2 separate regions of the Mus musculus genome follow, and region 2 is linked to region 1. The links are chromatin contacts, called in public promoter capture Hi-C maps. All regions are on one chromosome and are shown on one strand. The core of a region is the stretch at or near the end of the contact, and the rest is flanking DNA. Distances in the headings are between cores, read along the strand shown. Region 1 overlaps Dennd1a (DENN/MADD domain containing 1A). Region 2 overlaps Dennd1a (DENN/MADD domain containing 1A).

Region 1 (6,570 bases), core at 3,926-6,425:
ATGTAGACCTAGGGGCCTGGAATTTTCTATGTAGATAAAACTGATTTACATGCCTTTGCCTACTGTTAAGGGCCTAGGTCACCATGAATGGTTAAAAAGTTTAAGATAGAACTCTATTATGCAATAATTCTAGTGGACATATACCCAATAGCAGTAAAAGCAGTCACTGGACAGATGATTGCACATCTAAGTTTATAGTGTGTTATATACAACATCAAAAGGAAAATAACCCAAGCTCCAAGATGGGATAGGAGGCAGACAATATGCCTACAGATGCAGAGTAGTTTTCATTTTTAAAAGGAAAACAATTGTTACTTATAAGACAGACTTTAAAGTCATTAGGCCACATTAAACATACCATTGCAAAAGAACAAATACTGCATGATTCCATTTACATGGGCTGCCTAATCATATTAATTAATAGAGGTACAAAGTCAAATGAGAAGAAGGAATAAAAAGTGGTGGTGGTGTACACCTTTAATCCCAGTACCCAGGAAACAGAGATAGGAGAGGTAGGTGGGAATCTCTGAGTTTAAGGCCAGCCTGGTCTACAGAGTGAGTTGCAGGACAGCCAAGGCTATACACAGAGAAACCCTGTCTCAAAAAATATAACAACAACAAGCAAACAAAGAGACAACACACACACACACACACACACACAAATACAGAAAAGAAAAGAAAAGAAAAGAAAAGAAAAGAAAAGAAAAAGGAAGAGGTGGTAGTTAATGGGTTCAGAGCTTCTGCTGGAAAAGGTGAAACATTCTGGAGATAAGTGGTAACTGTTGAAGCAGCAGTGAGTGTACTCAGTGTATGGTACAGGCACAGTGAAGAGTCTTGGAACTGTAAATTTTATGTTACATATATTTTAGTATAAAAACCTGTGGTTAGGTATCCATTCTCTGATGGTACAGCTAGGGGTAGGCAATAGTTTTCCCAGGGACAGAGAATCCCTCCATTAAGAAGTTTGTTCCACTTTGGCTTTTTGAGACGGTCTCACCAACTACCTTGGCTGGCCTGGAGCTCTCTATGTACCCAAGCCTGCCGTAAACTCTTACCCTCCTTCCTTAGTCTCCCGAGTGCTTGGATTGCAGGTGAGTCACTGTGTCTAAGAATATCTTGGTGACAGCTCTGCTCTCAGGGATAACACCTTTTATTATTTACCTTGTGTGCACTAGTTTAGTCCAGTCTCTCAGGTTCTCAGTGTTATTTAGAGGTCCTTGGAAATATTTCCTTGAGTCAGAAAACCATTTTTTAAACTCCCCTTTGGTTTGTTTGTTTATAGCAAAAAGATTTCCCATTGATGATACAAGAAGAACCTCTAACTTTCAAAAATTCTTCTAAGTTTTGTACACGAATCCATATCTCTTAACTATTGTATTTGTTATAACTGAATGCTAACTATTTTGCAATCATTTTCTTTATATTATGAACTTGGCAAAGGAGTCGAGGTAGAGGGATTGGAAAGCTCTCATTCATAGTCTGCTAAGGCCTGTTCCATGACAACATGTTGTTGTTATTTGTCCAGATGTATTCTTATTGTTGAGTCACAATAATGATGAGAAGACAGATCAACAGGAGGATGTAAATAAATAAAGCCAAAGAAGAAAGCTAGCGATGGATTCTTTGGTGTTTGACAGGCCTTGGCCGAATCCTGCCTATGTTACTTAGTTGTTGATTTGCTCCCAGTGAGCTTCATAGTTTGCATTTTTAAGTAGATACTTTTCTTTCTTTTTTCTTTTTTAAACTTTGCAGGGCCATTTTCATTAAACAAGGTTAAACTGCTGAAGTTACATAAAATAATAAAATAATAAAAAATAATAAAAGTTTAGTTGGTGTGCCTCACCCAGTAAATGGTAGCTAGTGGGGTTATAGTTGTTCTGCAAATGTTTTGAGTGGGATTCTGTTTCTAAAACTGAGTTTGTAAACTCATAAAGCAAAGAAATGAACAGAAAGAGCCTTCAGTTTAAAAAGATTCACCTCAGGGTTTCTGAAAATCAGTGTAGTCCCTAGTGCATGATGTTTACAGATCATTAGCAAACAGATGCCAGGAGGCAAATAAATGGTGGCTTGAAGATCTGCAATCACTGAACATAGAGAAACCCGGTTCTTAGACAGTTATAACTTTCTAGGTAAGTATTAGAAGGCAATGGGAACATTTTTAATTAGGTTTATAAAATTTTACTTCAGGAACACCCTTATTTCCAATATGAGGTACACCTATACGTCTATAGTCATCTCATTTATAGTGCTTGCTTATTTCTCCTTTGGGGTTAACAATATCCCAGCAATTAATATTTATTGTGTTTTTACCACATGCCAACATGATCTTAGGAAGCACATGGCAGTCAAAGGCTTTTCTTCAATTGGATGTTTTGAAATAGGCCTTTTTATCCACTTGAAGAGACAGGGTATTTAATTAGCTTATTCTTTTCTATTCTATTTGTTGTTTATTTGTAACAGAAGAGATTTTTGTGGGAAACAAGCTAAGTAAAGCATGGGACCTGACTCCATGACATATTTTGGCTCTGTTCTGTTCAGAATGAGGGTGGTGCATTATGGCCTTGACTATTGATCTAGATCTAGACTCCCCTACTTCTCTGTCTCTCTTCCAAGAAGACTTTGCTCTTCTCTTTTGGACAAGGCTCCATGCCTCTAGGCTAATCTCTGCTTTAGCTCTTGGTCAGCTCCAAGGCAGCTACTTGTTAAGTACTGTGTTCTCCATTTATGCTCTTTTAAATTTAAACTCTTGGGGGGCTTGTTCATCACCTGGGCTGGGTGTGTAGCATTTGTACCTCAAATGCATACTGACTTTTAAATGTTGGCCAAGTTAGTTTAAAACCCTAGACAAACTTATTGCTTTCTTTATAATAAAACTGACACGATAGTTCCCAAGGATAACTTTGTTATGAAAGTAAAAAACAGAAATTTTGTATAACACACCTGTCATAGTGCTACTGACATATAGCTGGTAGTCCATCAGTAGTTTTGAATAAATAATAGTCTCATTTTCCCCACACAATCACAGATATTATATATCTATAAAATATGTAATAATGCCACCTTTGGTGTATAAAAGGCACAGCTATAATGTAAGTCTAAAATAGTTACATAAACATAAAAATGCGATATTCAAAAAGGACAGGATAGGGCCAAGGCTGTGTAGAGGACTTGGTTTGCATGCCTGAGGCCCCAGGTTCTAGTCTCAATTCTGCAGAGAACAACATCAAGCTATGATAAAATAAATTGTAACTCATGGGAAAACTCCCATGAAATTGAGATTGTAACTATTTAAAAAGGTGATATCTATCTAAATGTGTTATTGATCAACTTTATAGATCTTGGAAATTAGCTTCAAACTCTGAACTAAATAACAGAAATTATAACTTTGTATGTAAATGACTGGGTTGAAAACTGGGGTATAGTAAGGGAAATGGTAACATTTAACTGAGAACATCCCTTTGTGCATATGTGGTGTAAATTTTAAGGATCTGAGTTATATTCCTTTTGTAAGTGAAATTAGTTATGTGACACATTTTAAGTTATCAGTAACTGGGGAAGTTAAAATATTTTCACCTTCTGTAGACAGCAAGATGAATTCTTTGGATTTTGCTCTATGATGTCAAAGGACGCATTATTTGCAGAGCAGCTGATGCATTTAGGACTTGTTGATTCACTTAATTGGTAACTGTACTACATTCATAACTCCAACAGCTGAAAACAATAGGTTAGTGTCTGCTGTTTATGCACTAATAGCCACGGCGGAGCAGAGTATGTCGGAAGAGCAGAGTCTGTTAGTCTGAGGAGGAATCCGCACATGAATGCACTATTGCTAATCACAGAGGTGGGTTTTCTGTTCTTCATTGAGAAGCACTGTTTGTCTTTTTTTCTTTTCTTTTCTCTTCTCTTTCTCTTTTTCTTTTTCTTTCTCTCTCTCTCTTTTTTTAATATATGTCAGTGGCCAAGTATGTTGTGTCTATGTAATTAGACTGACTGCTGTGAAATAGTATGTAATTGAATTTGAAATTTTAGTGCTGAGAGGAAATGCTTCCTAGAAATGAGTCATGGTTGAAATCAGCTCAGTGTTTTTATGTCTTTCAGTTTTCATGTTTTAGAGCAAAAAGTGAATACATACAGTAGGTGATAAAAATTTTTTAGGGGACAATTCCATTGGGATATAGAAACCAATAAATGTTCATTTGAAGAAATTAGAGATACTGTACTTCTCATTAGTGGGCTATTTATTTATTTATTTCTTCTGAGTTTTTAGGATCAAATTTCCATTTTAGGACTAGTAATTTTTAAATTAAAACATAAAAATATGACAAACTCTTCCTGTTTCATTGTCAAGAAAAGGAACACTGATTTTTTTTATTGAATATTTTCTTTATTCACATTTCAAATGGGAAAACTGATTTTTAAACTATGTAAAGTATTTAAAATATTCCTTTTAAAATTTGACTTTATAAATAGGTAAGATTTAACTATGATAGAAGTGAGTGCATTCCTAGAATAATTATGTTCACTTAAAATGCTAAACCAACAATTTGAGTATTTTATGGTTATAAAGTAAACATAGTAAGTTTTTGTAGCTTTAATAGGTTTAATGAGAATATCCATCTTTGAAGCTTTCTATTTGTGTCAGTCTAGTTTATAATCACACTGTCAGGAAACTTTTAGCTTCCCATTATAGAAGGAATTCTTGAACATAAAATTTACCTCTAAATTGTTTAGAGAAAGGTTGAACTGATCCTCAAAAGCTCTTACAATTTTTTGGACTATTTTCTTAGCCTACAGTTTTGGTGTATAAAATTGGAAAATACCATTAGATAAAGAACAGTGGAGTGTATGATTACTCTGTTTGCAGCAGATTCCCATCTTCTCATCTGGAAAATTAAATCTGATTACAGCTTGGATTAGCATTTATGGTTGTAGGAGAGAAAGATAGTATCTTAAACTCCATGAAATCGAGCAATGAGATTATATGGCTGATAGTTTATGTTTAAACCCTGACTTTTAAAGGGCAGGCCTTTCTAATTATAGGAATCAAAGGTGTTGAGTAGTTTGTCTTTTCTTGCCTAAGACATCCTAGAGACAAAGATTGGATAGCTCAGTAGGCATTAGATCTAAATTTTCCTGCCTTGACCCCTGGTATGTTAAAAGTGAAAGCAGTGCAAGCTCCGCCCGAGTGAACTGCCACGAGAGCAGCTTCTTTCAGAGGCCTCCAGAGAGCCCCAGTTATGGAAGTTGGTGACAGTTAGTTAGTATACAGTTTTTATACACTTCATACAAATTGTGATGGCATATTTTTCAATAATTGATTTGAAAGTATGCCATGCCTTCTTCAAATGTAGTCAGCCATGGGTGAGGGACAGAGAACCAGAAATAATTTGTGTGGGTGTGTGTTTACGTACTAGTTACCAATGTGCAAATGAGACCTCATATATAACCACAGCATTTTTATGATTTATTTTGTATTTTTGTTGTAAAAACTCTGTCTACCAGGTTTTCTAGGAACTTTAAGCCTAAGGCAAATGCAAGGGTTTGGGAGCTGTATAAAATAATTTATAGCACCTTTCCATTGAGTCTTGCCCAAACTCTTATTCTATTAATTAAACATCCTGTGGCAATCTGGTATATCTTATTAAATATTTAAAAGTATGTACAGTTGGAGACTAGAAAACATAGGTTGAGACTGAAGAAGGCCAGTCTTTTCTTTCTGGAGCTCTCTGTTTTCAGCACAGCCATGTTCTCTGCTGGAACGAATTTGTATTGCTGAGAGTCCTACACTATGACAGTGTTGTCTTGTGGCCTTTACAAAAATGGTATTATTGTGGAGACAGACCTGTAGTGCCCATACTGCTTCGAGAAGGCAGTGTCCTTCACACTGTTGTGACAGGGAACCTTGTCAGGAGCCTCTTATAGACCTTTTTGGTTAAAAGATGTGTGGGCTCTTATCAGATGGTCTATATTGTTGACAAGGTATTTTAAATACAGAAGTAAAATAAATTAATTGAAAAGTGTTTTCCTGCTGGGTATGGTGGTGTATGCCTAAAGCACTCAGGAGGCAGAGGCAGGAGGGTCTCTATGATTTTGAGGTCAGCCTGGGCTACATTGTGAGTTCTAAGACAGCCTGGAACCCTGTCTCAGAACAACAATAAAAAAAGAAAAGTGTTTACTTGGGAGATAATATAATTGATTTTTAAATTTGAATCAGAAGAAAGTTGTCAAGACAGGAGGTTAAAGAAAAGTGTATGTTGTTTTGTTCTTAATTTTCTGTCTGACAGACATTACTCAGGGAATAGGATGACGTGTACTTCTTACTGTTCATATGGCCACCTGCATCAGCACATTGTTGGTTTGTGCTCTTCTGTGGCGATACTCTGACCTGAAGATTTTCTCATTAAGAGTTAGCTAGTTTGTGAAACTGCATTTGGTGCTGTGTTTCTGAGTGAAAAGGTATTTTGGAACATTAGAAATTATAGTGCTAGATGGTGGATTTAAAAAATGTATATGTAAATATCAGACTGATGCTGTTTTCCAGTGTGCATTATTTTCCATATAAATATATAG
Region 2 (6,683 bases), core at 3,526-6,025, 96 kb before region 1:
CTCTAGATTCCTGCCTTGAGTTCTTGCATTGACTTCTCTTCAAGCTATAAGAAGAAACAAACCCTTTTCTCTCCAAGTTGAAGCCCAATTAAAACAATACCTTTTGGGAACAGACTAGTCTTTATATTTTGACTATCTTACTATATTCATTCTCCTCTTCGTTCTTCTGAATCTTCCTCATTTCTTGCAAGATCCTCAATATACCTGAGAAGATAGGAAACTGAGGAGATGGGGAAAATCCATTATATATGGTTGTTTCCTATGGGGTCAGAGGGTACTTAATACTGGCAGATTGACACATTTGCAGCTGTAGGTTTTCCAATTTACAGTCAGGTTGATTTAGGTTCTGTTCATTAGCTTCTTCATGGCACCCACATCTTCATGGGGATCCATAGCTATGGGCACCCACATCTTCATGGGCATCCACAGCTATGGGCACCCACATCTTCATGGGCATCCACAGCTATGGGCACCCACATCTTCATGGGCATCCACAGCTATGGGCACCCACATCTTCATGGGCATCCACAGCTATGGGGACCCACATCTTCATGGGCATCCACAGCTATGGGCACCCACATCTTCATGGGCATCCACAGCTATGGGCACCCACATCTTCATGGGCATCCACAGCTATGGGGACCCACATCTTCATGGGCATCCACAGCTATGGGCACCCACATCTTCATGGGGATCCACAGTTTTGCTCATAATCTTCTCCCTCTTAAAATGTCTACTTCATGTTCCATCTCTTCAGGATGCTTCTGTTGAGTGCTTGCAAAGTTTGTATCAATAGAAACTTGAAAATAGCCGGACATGGTGGCTCACACCTTTAATCCCAGCACTTGGGAGGCTGAGACAGGCGGGTTTCTGAGTTTGAGGCCAGCCTGGTCTACAAAGTGAGTTCCAGGGCAGCCAGGGCTACAACAGAGAAACCCTGTCTCGAAAAAACCAAACCAAACCAAACCAAACAAAAACTTGAAAATAGAATCATGCAAAAACAATTATCTCCTGTCATCAACATTTTTGAAAAGAAATTATATATTTTTTAAATATTACAAGGGCAGGAGAAAGATGTCAGATTTAGCAGGGGTTTTATAATTGAATTAAATACTTCATGTAGAAAACACTCTGTACTGTTCATTTTCCGCATTTTGTTGCAGACCATGAAGGACCTTGTTCCTTCAGTGTAGACTGTCCATAGATAACTAGGACCATGGACTTCAATTGGAATGATATCTTCAGTTTGCAAACCCACAGCATTTGGTTTTACCAATTACTTAGACCCCAGTTGTGTATTTTCTTATGACAGTACTCACAGTTGCCTGTTTTCTTTCATATTTTATTATGTTTTGTCTCCTTGACTGGTCTGTAAGCTCCTTAGAAGCTATTATCTGTATGTATTTAGATTACTCATAAGTATGTGTTGAATGAGTTAAATTTAGATGCTTCGGATGATAGCTGAAACCTAGAAATATTTATAGAGTGCATGGTTGAGTGTATCACAGCTCTGAATATTGTTTATTTCTCCAGGAAAAAGAAGTTTTAGTATGAATCATGGATTGCTTACTCATTGTTCTCCTCAGGGAATTTCATTCGGTTAACAAACTTACTGAGTGCTTGTTAAAAGCCAGTCCTTTTGTTAGGGGCTTGGGAATACAGGGATAAAGCAAAGCAAGATTGCCAGTCTAGTGGATAATATTACATATGTACATGTAAGTAGGTAGCATAGCATACCACCTGGGAAGCTATATCATAAAGCTTTGAAAACGAGCCTGGTGAGGATGTGGAGAGAGCAACTGGGTTTTGTAAGGGAGTCAAGAGAAGCCTCCAGAGAGGAGGAGGCATTTGTTATCCGCTTACCAACTCATTCAGCAAATCTCTTTTAAGTGTCTTCAACTTGGCAAACAGTGGTCTAGATGCATCCTGAAAAAGATACTGTTAAGAGAGAAGATATTTGAGGCAGGAAAACTGATCAAAATCATTCACTTTGAAGGAAGTTTTATGTTTGAGCTTGTACTACCTCTTTAGAGGCAAGCTACTGTTTTCATTTCTATAGGACAGTGAATGTATATGTACATATGTGTGTGCAGGTGTGTTTGTAGTGTGTGTGCATGTGGAGATCAGAGGTTGATGCTGCTAATTCTTTTCTATTGCTCTTTGCCTTGTTTTTTTTTTTTTTTTTGTTTTTTTTTTTTTGTTTTTTTTTTTGTTTTTTTTTTTTTTTTTGAGATAGGGCTTCTCATTAAGCCTGGAGTGCTTGTTAAAAGACTGTTCTTTTGTTAGGGGCTTGGGATACAGGGATAAAGCAAAGCCAGGTTTGCTAACATTGCTAACATTGAGCTAGTCTTTCTCAAATAGCTTAATAGGTAGTAATGCAGGCACAAGGCACGTGAGCGAGTTAGACCTGATGGGACTCAAAATGACTATGGCAGGGGTGGTAGGCAGATAAGATTGAAGGTCTCTGAGGATGAACTGCAAATAGTCTTGCATATCATGCTTTGATTATTATTTTTTCTTGTTCTTAGACTTCTGAATACGTTGGGATTTTATGCTTTTGCCTTTGGTTTTTATATTGTGTGGTGACATCGTAGGCTGTAGCATGTCAGGAGCCTGGATTTTGGAGCCAATGGCCTGGATTCTAGTTCCAGTGGCCTTACACTTGATCCTAACTGACCTATACCCTACTTTTCCATCAGTATAATTGATAATAAACACACCTGCCTTGTATATTTGCTTTGTTTTCTGTTCGTTATGCTCTTTGAACCTTTTGGATTTGAGTCTATGGAATATTTAGTCTGAGGAAGTCATAGTTGGTAGTATGCTTGGCTAGCATCTGTTTCTTAGTCACTGTTCTGTTGCTGTGAAGTGACAGCATGACCAAGGTAACTCTTATAAAAGAAAGCATTTAATTGGGGGCTGACTTAAAGTTTCAAAGGCATGAAGCATAGGGGAAGGCTGATAAGGTACTAGAGAAGTAGGTGAGAGCTACATTCTGATCTGCAAGCAGAGAGAGAAAACTGGACCTGGCATGGGCTCCCCACCTATTTATTTAAAACACACACACACACACACACACACCCCTATTTATTTAAAACACGCACGTACATATATCTTACATAATATATCCTGTTAATTGTTTCCTATCCCTCTACTCCTGCAAGTTCCCCCTACCTCCTTCCCCTCCCATCTGGATTCTTTTCTGTCTTTTATAGACAAGGACATTCTTCTAAGAGATAATAAAATAAAGAAAAATAAAGTAAGAAAAAAATCTGTCACATCAGTGTTGGACAAGATAAGTCAACTGAAGGAAAAGAGCCCAAGAGAAGGTGCAAGAAGCAGAGACCCACTTTTTCCACACACTCAGGAATCCTATAAAATCACTAAACTGGAAGCCATAATATATATGTAGAGCTACAGACTCATGCAGGCCTGTGCATGCAACTTGAGTTTCTGAGTTTATGTGAACTTTGCTCATGTTGATTTAAAGGGCCTTATTTTTTTGGTGTCCTGGCATGGGCTTTTAAAACCTCAAAGGCCATGCCCAGTGACACACTTTTTTCCAACAAGGCCATACCTACTCCAAAAAGGCTATAACCCCTAATCCTTCTAATTCTATCAAAGAGTTCCTTCTACTCCTTGGTGACCAAACATTTAAATATATGAGCCTATGGGGGACTGTTCTTATTCAGACCAGCACAATTATGAAGCCTTGGATTCAATCAGCACCTTATAAGCTGGGCATGATGGTGTGTGTCTATAATCCTAACCCTTGGAAGGTAGAGGAAAAAGATGTGAAGTTCAAGGTGTTTGGTGGCTGGAGAGATGGCTCAGTGGTTAAGAGCACTAACTGCCTTCCAGAGATTCTGAGTTCAATTCCTAGTGACCACATGGTGGCCCACAACCATCTGTAAGGGAATCCAATGTCCTCTTCTGGTATGTCTGAAGACATCTACAGTGTACTCATATAAATGAAATAAATAAGAATGCTTGTTTTTTGTTTTTTTTTTTAAAGGTGTTTGGTGGCTATATAGTGAGTTTGAGGTGAGCCTGGGCCACATGAGAACCTGTCTCAAAAAAACCAAAATAACAAAAACCAAACTAAAACAAAAAAAACCACCAGTGAAAAAACCCACACCACCACCAGCAGCACCATAACAAAAACCATTTAGACATGGAAAATAAAAGAAGTTCTGTTTAGCTGGACTTTTACTAGTTAGGAACTTGGGAAGTTAGCATTTATTTATTTATTTATTTATTTTGCTATTTTTTTTTTAATTAGGTATTTTCTTCGTTTACATTTTCAATGCTATCCCAAAGGTTCCCCCATACCCCCCCCCCCCCCAAATCCCCTATCCACCCACTGCCCCTTTTTGGCCCTGGCGTTCCCCTGTACTGGGGCATATAAAGTTTGCAAGTCCAATGGGCCTCTCTTTGCAGTGATGACCGACTAGGCCATCTTTTGATACATATGCAGCTAAAGACAAGAGCTCCCGGGTACTGGTTAGTTCATATTGTTGTTCCACCTATAGGGTTGCAGTTCCCTTTAGCTCCTTGGGTAATTTCTCTAGCTCCTCCATTAGGGGCCGTGTGACCCATCCAATAGCTGACTGTGATCATCCACTTCTGTGTTTGCTAGGCCCCGGCATAGTCTCACAAGAGAGAGCTATATCTGGGTCCTTTCAGCAAAATCTTGCTAGTGTATGCAATGGTGTCAGCATTTGGAAGCTGATTATGGGGAAGTTAGCATTTAAATTGACCTAAATCATGAATCTTCATAATAATGCCTTGAATGTTACTTAATATTTTACAAGTAGGTAAAAGATTTAGAATAATAGAGTACTCTCCTTAGAGTTGAGGACATTGGATTCTATAGAGAGGAGTCCTTCAGACCATGTTCTAGACAGGTAGCACCTGTCCACATTTAGACTTGTTAGCCTGCCCAGAACCAAGGCAAACATTTTCCACCATTCTAACCTGCATTCCTTCAGCTGTACCTCCTGCTGCTTTTGTCGCAACTCTCCTCTGAAGGATTTCTTTGCAAGTTTGTCTTGTTTTCTAAGTTGAGCTTGAAGGTCTTTGGATTTGGACTAAGATTGCCTTATTTGTACCAGTAGGATTGAATAGCTGTGGCTAAATACTGTATCGGAGTAAAGCTAGAACAGGGAATGAAATGAAAAGTAAAAATATTACAAGTTAAAAATGAGTATTTTGTGATCAACTTAGATGAGTGAGCAGACCTACTGTAGCTGAAGATTTTATTGAAAATTAAGATTCTCAGGCTGGAGAGATGACTCAGTGGTTAAGAGCACTGACTGCTCTTCCAAAGGTCCTGAGTTCAAATTCCAGCAACCACATGGTGGCTCACAACCATCCGTAACGAGATCTGACACCCTCTTCTGGAGGGTCTGAAGACAGCTACAGTGTTCTTACATATAATAAATAAATAAATCTTAAAAAAAAAAAGAAAATTAAGATTCCCTCTTCCCTTTTGTCAACATTTTTGGAGGCAATACTTGAGTAGGTATCTAGAAAGGGTCATGGAGCATTGATATGGAAACACTCTGGAGTTGAGGTTGTACAATCACTTAGCATCCCCACAGCTCCTAGACCCCTCTTTGGGTCTCTCAGAAAACAGAGACTCAATTTGGCTTTCTCCTCTCCCTCCATTCCCATGTGCTCTCTCTGCTTCACGTTGTGTCCCATGGCTCCCCTGTCAGTTTTAAACACTTATTTAACAAAGAGTGTCTCAAACTTGGCTGGTAATGCACAGCATTTGGGGGGGGTTCTTAACAGTTTTCTAGGCCTCCCTTCAGAGCCTCTGCATCAGAGTCATTGGAACCCAGGCATCTTCAGTCTCTTAAGTGTCCCAGGTGGTCCATGAAGGCAGCTCTCAGATCTGAGCTCCAGAACCAGTCCTGGGGCCCCCTCATCTCTGAGACTCAGATGGACTCTTTTGGAGTCTCACATATTCTTAACCCAATTTGATGGTGTAGACTTTTGGATACCTTTAGGGAAGGAGCAGTAGGAAGAACTCTCCAAAGATTAGACAGAAATGGAAGAACAGTAGACAGGCAAAGAGGAATGAAATAACCTCAACCTTAATATCAAAGTCTTGTATACTGTGTGGTCTGTAGAGATAAGCTTATTTCTCTTCCTCCCTTCACCTTTTCCCCACTTCCCTTTCCTTTCTTCCTAAGCTCTCCAGTGTAATAAAAGGGATTTCCTTGTGCTGTTCCCAATTACAGAACAGATTCAGTCTTTTAACTTTAACTGTAATATTAACTGCAGTGTCCTTTTGGTGGTGGTGTTTTTAATTTCTGTTTTATGTGTATGAGTGTTTTGCTTGCATATATGACTGTATACCATGTACACTCCTAGTGCCCACAGAAGCCAAAAGAGGATGTTGGATCTTTTGGAACTGGAGTTACAGATGGTTGTGAATTGCCATATGGGTGCTAGGAACTGAACCCAGGTTCTCTGGAAAAATAGCCAGTGTTCTTATCTGCTGAACTTTTTCTCCAGCTTCAAACAAAGGTTTTTGTTAGATGTCCTTTATCAGGATGAGGAATGTTTCTTTTAGGTTTTTAAAGTTTTAAAAATTGTGGTGTTGATTTTTGTCAAATGCTTTTTCCTGCATTTGGACTGTGCAATCATGACCAAATTTAGAATTTTTCATTATT

Evidence for each region. Capture Hi-C pulls out chosen DNA fragments and counts their contacts.
Region 2: a contact with region 1 is called in a promoter capture Hi-C map of liver. The contact joins two enhancer-like sites. A contact is called at or near these places in 1 of 484 Hi-C or Micro-C datasets (bone marrow-derived macrophages), 3 of 115 datasets of contacts at active chromatin or transcription factors (astrocytes, bone marrow-derived macrophages and embryonic stem cells) and 3 of 9 other capture datasets (adipose tissue, liver and pancreatic islet).

Annotation. Positions count from the first base shown.
Region 1 is chr2:38,163,321-38,169,890 of GRCm38.p6, reverse strand. All of the region lies in intron 2 of Dennd1a (DENN/MADD domain containing 1A), which reads left to right. Among named protein-coding and RNA genes, the nearest start is that of Dennd1a, 120 kb to the left of the region's middle. Within about 2 kb of position 5,175, at least 67 of the 459 cell types and tissues checked have an H3K27ac peak or open chromatin away from gene starts, as enhancers often do. A contact at or near this core is called in bone marrow-derived macrophages and liver, where this site is marked.
Region 2 is chr2:38,258,708-38,265,390 of GRCm38.p6, reverse strand. The region is part of intron 1 of Dennd1a (DENN/MADD domain containing 1A); the gene reads left to right. Among named protein-coding and RNA genes, the nearest start is that of Dennd1a, 25 kb to the left of the region's middle. Within about 2 kb of position 4,775, at least 2 of the 459 cell types and tissues checked have an H3K27ac peak or open chromatin away from gene starts, as enhancers often do. A contact at or near this core is called in bone marrow-derived macrophages and liver, where this site is marked.